Linked DNA regions of Anas platyrhynchos: regions 1 and 3 are each linked to region 2. A link is a contact called in public Hi-C data. All regions are on one chromosome and are shown on one strand. Each heading gives the region's core, a stretch centred on a gene start, on an enhancer-like site or on the middle of the called end of the contact. The rest is flanking DNA. Distances are from core to core; before and after follow the strand shown. Region 1 holds the start of LYSMD4 (LysM domain containing 4). Region 2 holds the start of LRRC28 (leucine rich repeat containing 28). Region 3 overlaps MEF2A (myocyte enhancer factor 2A).

Region 1 (3,687 bases), core at 473-2,972, 190 kb after region 2:
GAACTAACTACTCCTTGCACTGCCTCAGTGCCCCTGCCCCAGATAGGCCCTGGTAACAAACCAACTCCCTTGGATTTCAGAAAAGCTCATCCCGTACATTTTGAACAGTCACAGACTTGTGCAGTTACAGATCTCAGTGCCCTTACAGGAGCTGCTTAACTGTGCGAGTAACCCAAGATACACCCACACTGTGCCATGTCAGGGCCAGCAGGTACACAGATGGTCACACAGATCTCCAGCAATGAGGATTTCTCTCTCTAGTTAAACCAGAGCAGGTCAGAAGTGTGCGTTCTGGAATTGGAGGCAGTTGGACATTCCTCCTGCTGGAGAACACGGCCACCCCAGCCCCCATCAGCTCCCTGTCCCCACCAGATGAGCAACTGGACTCTGTGGACAGACGGGGATGGCAGAGGCAGGACCGAGCCCTCTGTTACATTACAGGGCACACTGGGATGGTTCCTGACATAAACCAGGAGTTGTTCAGAATCCTTGGAGTTCATGGACTGCCATGATTTGGTGGAAGTGGCAATAACCATGCAGCTGCTGGTGCTGAAAGAGGAACATCGCCTTACTACAAAGTCATCTGCCATGGCTCTGAGGTCTCATTGCTCTACTGGTTCCAGCCAAAGCCCGCTCAAACCCCACCAGGCTCTTCCTCACAAGCATCAGCTCGGCAGTGGAGCCCAGGAGGGCTTTTTTGTTTTGGTTTTGTTTCTAAGGGAATGGGAGGGGAGGAATTGTCGCAATTCCTCCAAGCCCTCTTGCTTCAGCTGCACCTCACAGCTGTTATTAAGCAAGACAGGCTGCAACAGCGCTGCAGCCGTTCAGCCAGTTCTGCCATTACCCCCAAGCAGGTCACTGTCCAACTGTTTGCATCATGGAACTTCTTAATCACAGTCTCGCTGGCAGATACAGGAGGCTCTAAATACACAGCTTTAACTGCTAACCAATGGGGTATTTCTGATGTTCAGATCAGGTAATTAAAGTTCCCAGGAGTTTTTCCCATAAAGCTCACCCCTTTGGCACAGAGCTGATGTTTTTTAGCCTGTTCCAACTCCGGAGAAAGCTCCCTGTGCACGTGCACTCTTGATGGCCGAACTGCTCAGGCTTCTGGGTGCTGCGGGGAACAACCCAACCCACACCCCGGCCAGCACAGGGGCTCTGTGACCCGGACTTTGGCTTCTCTGCTCCTCTAAGCCCACCCCTGCAGCGTGCCCGGCCACCGACCGCTCCCCACCCGTGCTGGGCCAATGCTGCCGGGAGGCTCGGGGACCCCCCCCCACCGCCCAGCTCTCACCTGGCAGCCGTACTGCAGGGCCAGCTTGTTCAGGCTGTCGCCCTCCGCCACCTCTCGCTGCAGCAGCACCACGGCCCCCGCCCGGCCGCGGGGAGCCCCTGGGGGCCGCTGCTCCCCGCCGCGGGGCCGCAGCTGCCCGGCTCGGGGCCGCTCCTCAGGGCCGGGGCCGGGCCCGGCGCGGGGCTGGCGGCCGGGGGGGCTGCGGGCGGCCTCCATCGGCCTCGGCACCTGCGGCAGGGCCGGGTTCTGTACCGACTCGCCTCACGGGGCGCTCACAGCCCGCTCACAGCCGCACCGGCGGCGCCCCGCAGCCCCCCCGCACCTCAAATCGCCTCAGCGCCGCCCCGCCGGGAGCGCCCCGTCAGGGCTCCCCTCAGCGCCGCGCACCTCAACCTACCGCCCCTCTGCCCCGCCTTCCCATTGGCTCGCAGCGCCGGGAGGCGGGACCTCAGCGCCAGCCGGCCAATGGGAGGAGGCGGAGCAGAGCGGCAGCGGGTTTGGTTGAGCGCTGGAACGTGGCCGGCGGGAGGGCGCCGCTTAAAGGGGCCGCGGCTCTGCCTCCAGGGACAGCGCCCCCTGGCGGGAGGCCCCGGGGCTGACGGAGGCGCTGTGGTGAGGCAGGGCCGGGGGGGGGGCGGGGCAATGCGAGGCCGTCCCCTCAGCGCTGCCCGGCCCCTTCAGCCCTACGGGCCTTCAAACTATCCGATTTTACCTCAAAATATCATACCTGTTCTCACCTCTGTAAGAATTCTGCTCCTAGCAGAGTGGGATTATTCCACTATGAGTTAATTCACACAACAAAGATTCATTTTCCTGAAAAAAAAGCACCATGACGGGAGGCTTTCCAAAACACCTTAGAGAATTACCTGCCGTCTCCAGGCTTTTTCAGTGTAAGCGTCCTCCACTGAGCTTTCTGTTTGTAACCGCTCAGGTTCAGCCTCGTGTCATTCCCAAGCAGCATTTGCTGGCTCCCCGGCCTTTTCTGAGCCATTGCAGCTCACGCAGGACAGCCCAACCCCACAGCGCAGAGCAGCACGGCCCCTCTGCACTGCTGAAGCTGAATTTATGCAAACTGTGGTCAATGTGGAGAGCACAATCGTTCTTACCAAGAAACAACTGCCTGTTCTGTAGGAGAGCTGACGCTGGCTCCAGGCCAGCTGGATGGGGGATGTCGTCATGCCCAAGCATTAGGATGTTTTTGTTGTCCACAGATATGTTGTGAGAGCTGCACAGACACGAACAACTGAAGCCTGTCTGAGAGCTGAATGCTTTTGTCATTATACACATTTAACCAACATAATTGTCATATGTGCCCTGAACTCCAGAAAGAAATCCTCCTACTCCTGATTTATGTCAATGCAGAGGGCAACAGAACTGAAAAGTCTTTCCCTTAATCCCAAGTGGCAGTGGCTGTGACGCTGGGCACCAGCCAACATTCACATGGACGCAAATTCCTTCCTGGGAAATGTCACGGTTAATGTCATTCTGATAAAGAATCACAACTTCAGTGAAGGTCTTGGTTCTGGCTTTTCCAGAAGAGCATGAACTGGAATAGGGTTCTCTCCTTTCTTGTCCCTGTGACTCCTTCAAGCTCTTTTTGCTCAGACCCAGAGTTGCTGTTCTCTTCCTCACTTCTGCTTTGTTTTTTTGCAGGCTCCCTTCAGAAGTGTTTTCATTTCACACATATTCCTTGTGTATTTCTTTGTTTCTCTTTAGGCAGCCTTCTGTACTTTGCCATCAAATCTATTATTTGGATTCCAGGTCACTCAGCGATAGTCTGAGTTCTGCACTTGGGAAAACTAGTAACTTAACATACAGCTTAGAGAAAGCAGTTTTTTGTATTGCTATTCAATTAATTCACTCATCCACAGATGGGCTGTTTCACACATCCACATTTGCACATTGGTGCTACCTGATGTTTGGGCTACGGCTGCTCAGGTTGGCATCTGATGGTTTCCAACAGCCCAGCACTAGTAGGAGTGAAGATTGCAATTCATAAATCACCAGGGCCACCATTAATTGTGACCTGACCCATGATTTAAGATTAATAAAAGCAAGACAGAGTTAAATTATTCACCAATTTCCTCTGCCACACGGGCTATTAACAAGAAAAATGTAGAACGAAGAGCAGTCAATAAAAGATGGAGGAGGAACCCTCACAAATACTCAACTACAGCCCTGACACCACGTACACCACAAGCTGAAGAAATACTTTAGCATCCACTTCTTAATTTCAACCAGTTATTCCAGTCTAGTTTAGCATCTATAGGGGAAGACTGTAATACATCACTGTGAGGCAAGAGGAATCTACCGATATTTCTGATATCACTGCATTATATATGTGTGTATATATATATCAATAAGTATTCCTTTCTATCTTTATTTTGATG
Region 2 (4,089 bases), core at 716-3,215:
AACACATTTTGCTTATATAGGTTTTGCAAAAACAGGATCGCCAGAGGAGCTGCGCCCATTTGCTCCAGTTACTGGATTTGTTCCAGTAAACCAACTGATGACACTGGCAACTGCAAACAGCTTAAATAGATCTACTTCTATAAAGCTGCTGCACTTCAAGACAAGCTTTAATAGCTTCTCTATGTAGGCACAGATGAGATCAGTCATCCTTCTGGGAACGATGTAAATTTTGAGCCCTTGGTTTACCTGCTCTTAGAAGCACAAAATTAAGAATTAAACTATGGTAAAGAAAAAGAACCCATCTACTTAGTGAAGGGTTTCCTACTAGTCTCACTCATGGGATGGGAATGACTTGGCAACCATGCGGCAAGCATTCTCCTTAATGGAAGAACAGATTCCAATGCTCCTGTTCTGCTCATCATTTTTAGCCTTGTGACTACACAGGCAAGACTTTACACCTGTGCTGTGCAGGATCAGAGCTTCAAAGATCAGATTTCAGATCGGAGAGAGCAGCGCTTTTTAGAAGCACAGCACAGAATTTGATGACACAAGCTTGGGAGGTGTGATCACATCAGTTGAGGAAAAAAAAATCAGACTGAGAATGAGTGAGCGTGACAATTGCAGGCTCTGCAAGACAATGGAGAATCCTGAGTCACTGCTGCAGGAGGAAAGGCGGGAGAGAGAGTGAGATCTCCTAGCAGATAGGAAGAAAATGTAATATAGTTGAGGTGGGTGAGGATGTTCGTTTGTTTGTCTTGGCAAAGAACAGTTCATCTTTTTCTACAAAGACTACTCTTCTGCTAACTGAGAAGCAGTCTGGAGGGATTCGTGTATGTTACTCTTTTTTGTCAAATGTGAGAAGACATTTTAAAATACTGCTAGAAGGAACCGTCTCTCACACACACACACATACACACACACACACACACACACACACACAAAAAAAAAAAAAGAGAGAGAGAGACATTACAAACTATGATTTAAAATTGTCAGTTTTAAAATTCTCCCCTGGAATATTGACAAATCCAGTACTTTATATATATCATCAAAATCTTTAATAGTTTCAGTGATTGCAAACTGATTCTGCAGTTTATGTTGAATCCCCGCGGAAATTGTTTTATAATGACCACAGAAATACTCTGAGAGCTGAATTTGTTTTCATGACAGAGCAGAACCGAAGACATTTTAGCATTGCTCTCATCTCTGTAGCTCCTTTGTTGCTGTGAGCAGAAAAAATAATAATAAATTTATGTTAACCAGTCTGTGGGAAATAGAAAGAAACTGGGATTATTATTTTTTTTCGACGGTTTATGGACCTAATCAGCAAACAATAATTTAAGAATTTTTAATACCCAGTAACGTTTAATATTTTGAACATTAGGGAATTTGCTGGCATTAGAACACTGACATAACAAAAAGACCTTCCTAAGGATAGGTCTTAAGTATTGGGAGTGACTCTACATGTACATTTAAAACCAAAACCAGGTGAGCAGTGCATAGACCCGCTTCAGTTTCCTCGGGACCAACTATCAGAGGTAAAAATGGGGACAATGTGAGGTGGGGGGCGTAGGTATGTTGTCTAAGGGTCTCGTCTGCTGTCAGCAGAGAAAAAGTAGCATTAGCTGTAACAAAATTTAGAGGGGGAAAGGGAATTTTGCCACAACTTTTTCTTGCAAGTGATATTTTCCTTTGAAATCTGTTAGGAAGGGATAACTGGTGTGTTAAACAGCTCGGCCAGGCAGCCAGCAGCACAGCCAAGCTCCCCCACTGGGCTCCCTCTGCCCCTCACAGCCCCGCCACAGCAGGAAGCGGGACAAGCGCTGAGGCGATCCGGCTCCTCATTGGCCGCTGCCGGACCTCCAAGCCCTGACAGAACCGAACTTCCCATTGGATACCGCGCAGCGGCACGCCTTGCGATTGGCTGAGAGGGGAGAGCGGGCGGGAGCGGGCGGCTGGGGGAAGTCTCGCGAGAGTTGCGCGGCGCTCTCGCGCGGCCGCGGCCCGCCCTGCTCCGCCCTCAGGTGCTCGGAGCCGGCGGCGGCCCCGAGCGGAGGGGGCCGAGGTGCTGCCCGCCGCCCGCCGGTGAGTGGCCGCCGGCCGCCGGGAGCGGGGCAGGGCGGGACGCGGTGGGGACGGGGGGATCCCCCGCTGCCCGCCCCGGCCGCTGCCGGCCCCCCGGAGAGCGCGGGCTCGGCGCTGTCTCCGCGGTGTGGGTGCGAAGCCTTCCCCGGGCCGAGGCCGGGGGCCCGACCCCTCGCTGTGCCCGGCCTCAGTCGCCTCAGCCCGGCTGCTCCTGCCCTGTGGAGGCTGGGGGCGCCTGTTCCGCCGGGCTCTGCTCCGCTGCCTGTGCGGGAAGGGGATTTAGAGGCAAAAAAATAAATAAAAAGGGTTGGCTGCCGGTGGAAGCGGCCAGGAGGGTTTTCCTTCGGGGTAACAGCCAAAATAGAGCTGTGTGGTGGTGGCAGCTCTGGGCTTGCACGGGCTGTAGCTGTGTGTCCACGGCTAAACGCGGTCCAAGGGGTTCGTGGAGCCTCGGCAAGTTCAGAGCATGGAGATGTGATCCATGGAGAAGGCGGAAAGCTTTGGGGTGTCTGTGTGTTTTCTGACCTAATATTTTGTTCTTTTAAAGGCAGAAATAAAAACTAAAAGCCATGCTTTTAAATGGAAAAAGCAGGGAGCGAGGCATGATCTCCACAGAAGCAGTCATCGTGCCTGAGATTGCTTCATACTTATCAGGGAGGATGAGCTTTCCTTCACTGTTTCTTCTGTAGCAGCAGGTAGTGCTTAAATGCTCACAGACTTAAAAATTCTGATGTGCCTCCTTGAGTTATTTTAAAGCTGATCACAGATGTGGAGTTTGTTTCCTCTACCCGCTGAACTAAGAGAGCTTCAGTATAGTTAGTGCCACAGGCCAGCAGTACCTGCATGCTGTCTCCTGAAAGTGACAGCCGATAGAGGCAACTGTTTGTTACAGCGATTTTTCTTCTCATGAAAACTGTTTAGCCTAACCTAAGTTAGCCCAATACTTTGGAATCTTAAAAAGAATTCTGAAAATGTTAGACCTTTGCTTACAGAACTGGTCTTAGTGTTTCCTGAATTGGGGATAGTTTAGGACTAGAAGAGGAGTGCAGGATATTACATCCGAGTTGTTAGTAGTATGCATGTCACACAATGAAAAAAAAATTGCTGTATTCTTCCAGAAGGGCATAGGTCATTGATAAAAGCCACTTAGCTGCGAATCAAGAGAAATACTAGAACTGATCAAGTAGTTTGGTCTACATGGATGGTCCGGTTCTCAGTCTCCAGCTGAGTTTTATTTCCAGTGGCTACCTTATAATCAGATAGGGTTATCAACAAGAAAGCCTATACTTAAGCTTCCAGTAGGTGTTATGAGCTATCTCTTAGTGAAAGAATAAGCTAAAACGAAAAACTTTACTGGTGGAAAACAGTTGCAATTCTTTTTTTTTTTTTTTTTTTTTAATGTAAATGAATTTATACACACAACTCTGTAGCAAACCTCCAACTTTAGATTTATAAATGGTCTGGATATATGATGTTTTCTTGAGTCCTGAGACAGTTGAAAAGACTGAATGTTGCTCTTACCCAAATCTACACAATGTAAGAATGACTAGAATTTTGGCTATATCTGCAGAAGAAGCTAAATAAAGTCTGGTGTCAGATACAGGTTAATTTTTAGCTTTTATTCGTACTTTGGTTTTTGGCTTTGACGTCAGTTAAAGCTTGATGCCTTGTTCTTTCTGTTCTTAATTTTAGTTAAGACAGCTGAAAGTCTGCAGTCACATCTAGCTCTTACTAAATTTTCTTGCTGTAGAATTTCCGCTATGCTGTTTCAAAATGGTCATGCTTGCTGTCCATCTTCAACGTCAAATGCAACTCATAAATATTCCTGATAGTTTTATATGCAGAAGCTTAGCAAACTATTGTAGCCTTTTGTCAGTCCTTCTTAAAATCTACATGAAGTTGTTTTAAGTGATCCAAACATGTGTCCTCTGATAAAGTGTTTATTTTGCTTAAGATACATGGATTCTTCGTAACTCTACAGAATAGATGTAGAACGTCAGTAGTGCT
Region 3 (4,027 bases), core at 96-2,595, 170 kb after region 2:
TTTTTGAAAGCAATGCTATTTTTAGTAACTCTGTTATCCCTCTTGTTTGCTGAGTACAGTCGGAGGAGGATGAATTGGAGTTGGTGAGTTTGGGCTCCTGTTTGATGAGAGAGAGCAAGATGCTGAAAACTTCTTCTACTACAGTTCTTCTTAACTGTAGTTTCATTAAATATTTTAAAGAATTCCAGTGTTCCCTTGCTAGCAGACCAAAATAGATTTGTTTTATCAAACTCAAAACCTGACCAATTCAAGTTGAATACACATCCAAAGTCTAGCATTTTCTATTTGTAAACTTCCTTTTTTTCCTGAAATAATTTCTGTTTTTCTTGGAGGGAACATTGGAAAAGAGCCTTACAGAGTAACTGTCCATGTGTATAGGATGTTTAATGGTCTTTATTGTTGTTGTTTGTAAAAAATAAGCAACCTCTTATTCCCTAAATTATTGAAATATTTTTAGAAAGTGGCTTCGCTCATAAAGTTCTTCAGATAGTAACACAAGCCATGTATTACTTATTTTCATGGAGATTACATCATTGCTGGTGAGGTCACCTTTTTGGAGTGCGGAATTATTTCATCCTGCGTGAGATTATCAAACCACAGGGGTGTTCCCTGTTTACTGAAAGGAGTAGAGAATTGCAAAATGAATTATTCTACCTTTTTCCAGTGGAAAGATTCTGTTTTTGAAAGGAAACCCTTGGGATTCTTTTTTTTTCTATTTATTTTTTTTTCCAAAAGGTTTTAACATTTGGCATTCTGTCTGGAAAATAACGTAAGGCTGAAATAATTCATAACTTATTTTTAGAGCAATTTGCAAATTGTTTAGCTGCCGTAGCACGAACCGTGCAGAAGGTGCTGCAACAGCGTGCAATTGTAAAGACAGACAAAGAATTCTGCAGATTGTACAATTTGATGTGGTTTTGAACATGGACCTGTTGCTAATATGAGGCTCTAATTGCATGAAAGCATGGAATATGTAGTGACTTGCATACACTTCTTAATAAATGCATGCTGTTGGTTGATTTTTACCTTAAATGTGAACGATAGACTTAAGAAAGCGAGGAGAAACGATTTTTGAAATGTGGTACTGAAGTTTTTAAGGTTTATCGGAATGACTTGCTAATTGAGCACTTCCAAACAGCTGTCACGCACATCCTTGCTTCTGTAGAGCAATGTCTGGTTTCCAGGGCAGGAAATAGAGCTTTAAGTCAACACAGGAACATTTAATCAAATAGCGTTGCATACATGTCAGAAATTGGAATTATTCAAAAGCAGTTGAATGAAGGCTTTGCTACCAGCTAAACTCATTGCTCGGCGGTGTGAGGGGCTGAGGTGCGGGTTGTGTGTGCAGCGTGGGCCCTCTAGTGGCTCTCCAGTGGGCTCTGGTGCTAGGGGAAAGGCACACAAAGGAAAGCCAGCAATGCCTTTCTTAAAGGCTCTTAAACATGGCAAAGCAATACGAAGTGTACCTGAAATCTTGCTTATTATGCTCGTTTCTGATGCTAAATTTAGCGCTAGACAGCAGTTCCAAACCATGGCTGTGAGTGCTCGTTCTGTGCGGTTGGAACCGAGCACAGAACGTGAAAACCAGAGATAGCACCGGTAGCATAGCAGGAAACGAAGGTATCCAGCTCTTCCTGTTCCTGCTATTATTTGCACCAGCTTAAAAAAAATAATAATTTGAAGGCTGTCACAAGTCTTGGATTGGCTGACTCCCAGGTACAACAAATAGTAGGTACTTCTCGGTGTCCTTGCTTGACTGAGTGTTCAGGAATTCTATTTAAAAATAAACCACCTCAGAAAACCACCTTTATTAGCCACTCAAAATAAATAAATAAATAAAAATCCCAAGGGGAAATCCTTTGGTCTGGATTGTTTCCCAGTATACTCCTAACTTTTCCATTATACTGTAATCCCAACTTTATAGGCTGCCATCCAAGAAAGCTTTGGAAAAAGGTCAATTACTGACAGACAGAAATCTGCTCTAATAACATACCTTTCTGCCAGATCAACTCGGGCTAGTGGAGATTTTCAGAAGTACATAAGTGATTTAGAAGGATAAATTGCACAGAAGATCAGTGGGACTTGCTTTGTGACTTTCGGCTTAGAAATCTGGGACCTGTGAAGCAGAGTGGGTACATCTGCTGAGCGAATGCCAAAGCCTTACCAGGCCCAGAGGTGGGCTTTCTGCAACGTCCAGACAAAACAGATCAGAGGGTGGTAGCCAGTGGAAGACTGTAGCCTATTTTAATATGGTAGCTGTGGTGTGTGATTTTTTTTTTTAAACTGGAAGGATAAAAGCCAGGGATTGATAGCCCTCAATTCATCCTCATAAGTTTTAGCTTAAATTTGAATAGAGCCACGTTTTTGTACCTGCTCATCCCATTATTATAAAGAGAATCATGAGTTTTTAAAGCTGCTCACTCTCTCAAGATCAGAGTGGAGGGAAAAGAAAAAGTACTGCAGATAGTGAAATGCTCATGTGCCTGTCCTAAATGAGAACAAGTCCTAGCAGCTTCATTCTTCTAAAGCTAGGAAATGAAACTCTAGCAAAGAGATGAAAAAATGCTATTCTTATAGCAAATACTTTTTTCAGAGACAGAGGGAGGCTTACTTTAAAAACATATTAAGCAATTTGAAATCTAGCTGCCTTAATCAAGAATGCTTCTTTGAGAATGCAGAAATACAGAGCATAGACAAAGGGACACTAAGCCTTCTGTAGGTAAGGGTAAGCATCTCTTGTTCAAAAATCAAAATGTGGCATTGCTGCACTTGAAGTTGCCTCCGCGACTTCTGTGACAGAGCAGCTTTCTGTCTGGTGGTATTCAGTGCAATGTTTAATGTAAGGCTTTCGAAACAGCAAATTTAGTTGAAGAGCTTAATTTGAGTGATATGTTTGCTACAGATGTTCATTGCAGTATGTGGCAAAGACAGACTCTTCACGCCTACAGTTAGAACAGATAATCTGAGACAATGTAGTTCAGCTGTTTTTCCTGTCAAAAAGCATAGTTGCTCTGTGTGAAGTCAGATGTCGTTTGCTTTGAAAGGGATCTGCTTTGTAACAAGTACTTCACCAGCTTCTCAGGAGCCATGGGAACGGCAGGATTATTTTATCACTGAGGTCTTATCAACAGAAATGTATAAGATCTCCTTTCAGGACAGGTGTAGTCAGCACAGTGTCAAAGCTGGCAGCTAAAACTTGAAAATCTGATAACCAACTGGAAAGTGGGAGTCTCTTTTCTAATGGAACTGCACCTCGCCATCTGCATTAAATCCTCTTCAAAAATATGGCTTAAAACTCTTTAAATCACTTAAGAACTTCTGAGAATTGTTGTGTGTATCACTAAGATATTGCATTTATTTATGTCCTACAACTCAAATTAACACTGATGAAATCTGCATGCACAGAAGGGGGACCACTGAGTCTTAATTTTTAACTTCTGTTAGCCACGATAATTTTTGGTTGAGTCTTGAAATGTTTTGGTTTGTTTAGAAAATTTATCCTGATAAGAAGTACATTTTCTTAACTAAAATAGAAAGCAAAGAAACACATTTTAATCAAATGCTATTTTTATATTAGCACGTAATTTTCCATTGTTCTAACTGATATCTCACAAGACATGTTATTTTTAATCATTTTTAGAATACCCAAAGGATAAGTAGTTCTCAGTCTACACAGCCTCTTGCTACCCCTGTGGTGTCTGTGACAACTCCAAGCTTGCCTCCGCAGGGACTGGTGTATTCGGCCATGCCTACTGCCTACAACACTGGTAAGCATTGTTTTTAGTAAGTGACTTGATTTGTCGCGTGTACAAGGCTTTTGTGATTCGTAAGCCCGGAAAATTTGCATTTCTGTGACATTTAACTTGATTTTCCTCTTCAGTTCAAATGAAGGTTTTTATTCAAAAAAAAAAAAAAAAAGCTTTTAGCATGTAAAATGTGTAAATGTTGAAACTTACAGCTGGCAGAAGCTTTCAGTAAGGTTGCACACAGCTGAATGCAGGAAGAGAGACAATGAAGTGCATTGCTT

The links. Hi-C and Micro-C count contacts between places; a contact is called where the count stands out from the background.
Region 1: a Hi-C map of subcutaneous adipose tissue shows a contact between it and region 2, with 2.7 times the contacts expected there. The contact joins the promoter of LYSMD4 here to the promoter of LRRC28 in region 2. A contact is called at or near these places in 3 of 8 Hi-C or Micro-C datasets (skeletal muscle, small yellow follicle and subcutaneous adipose tissue).
Region 3: a contact with region 2 is called in a Hi-C map of subcutaneous adipose tissue, with 4 times the contacts expected there. The contact joins the enhancer-like site here to the promoter of LRRC28 in region 2. A contact is called at or near these places in 7 of 8 Hi-C or Micro-C datasets (F1 follicle, F5 follicle, liver and 3 more).

What each region holds. Positions count from the first base shown.
Region 1 is chr11:21,510,221-21,513,907 of IASCAAS_PekinDuck_T2T, forward strand. It overlaps LYSMD4 (LysM domain containing 4), which reads right to left and starts at 1,723. Exons shown (of 2, transcript XM_038185095.2): 1 at 1,298-1,723. The coding sequence starts at 1,513.
Region 2 is chr11:21,320,565-21,324,653 of IASCAAS_PekinDuck_T2T, forward strand. LRRC28 (leucine rich repeat containing 28) reads left to right here and starts at 1,966. Exons shown (of 11, transcript XM_027465896.3): 1 at 1,966-2,082; 2 at 2,634-2,777.
Region 3 is chr11:21,493,831-21,497,857 of IASCAAS_PekinDuck_T2T, forward strand. MEF2A (myocyte enhancer factor 2A) reads left to right here. Exons shown (of 12, transcript XM_021266620.4): 9 at 60-83; 10 at 3,641-3,767. Among named protein-coding and RNA genes, the nearest start is that of LYSMD4, 16 kb to the right of the region's middle. Within about 2 kb of position 1,346, at least 1 of the 8 cell types and tissues checked has an H3K27ac peak or open chromatin away from gene starts, as enhancers often do. A contact at or near this core is called in subcutaneous adipose tissue, where this site is marked.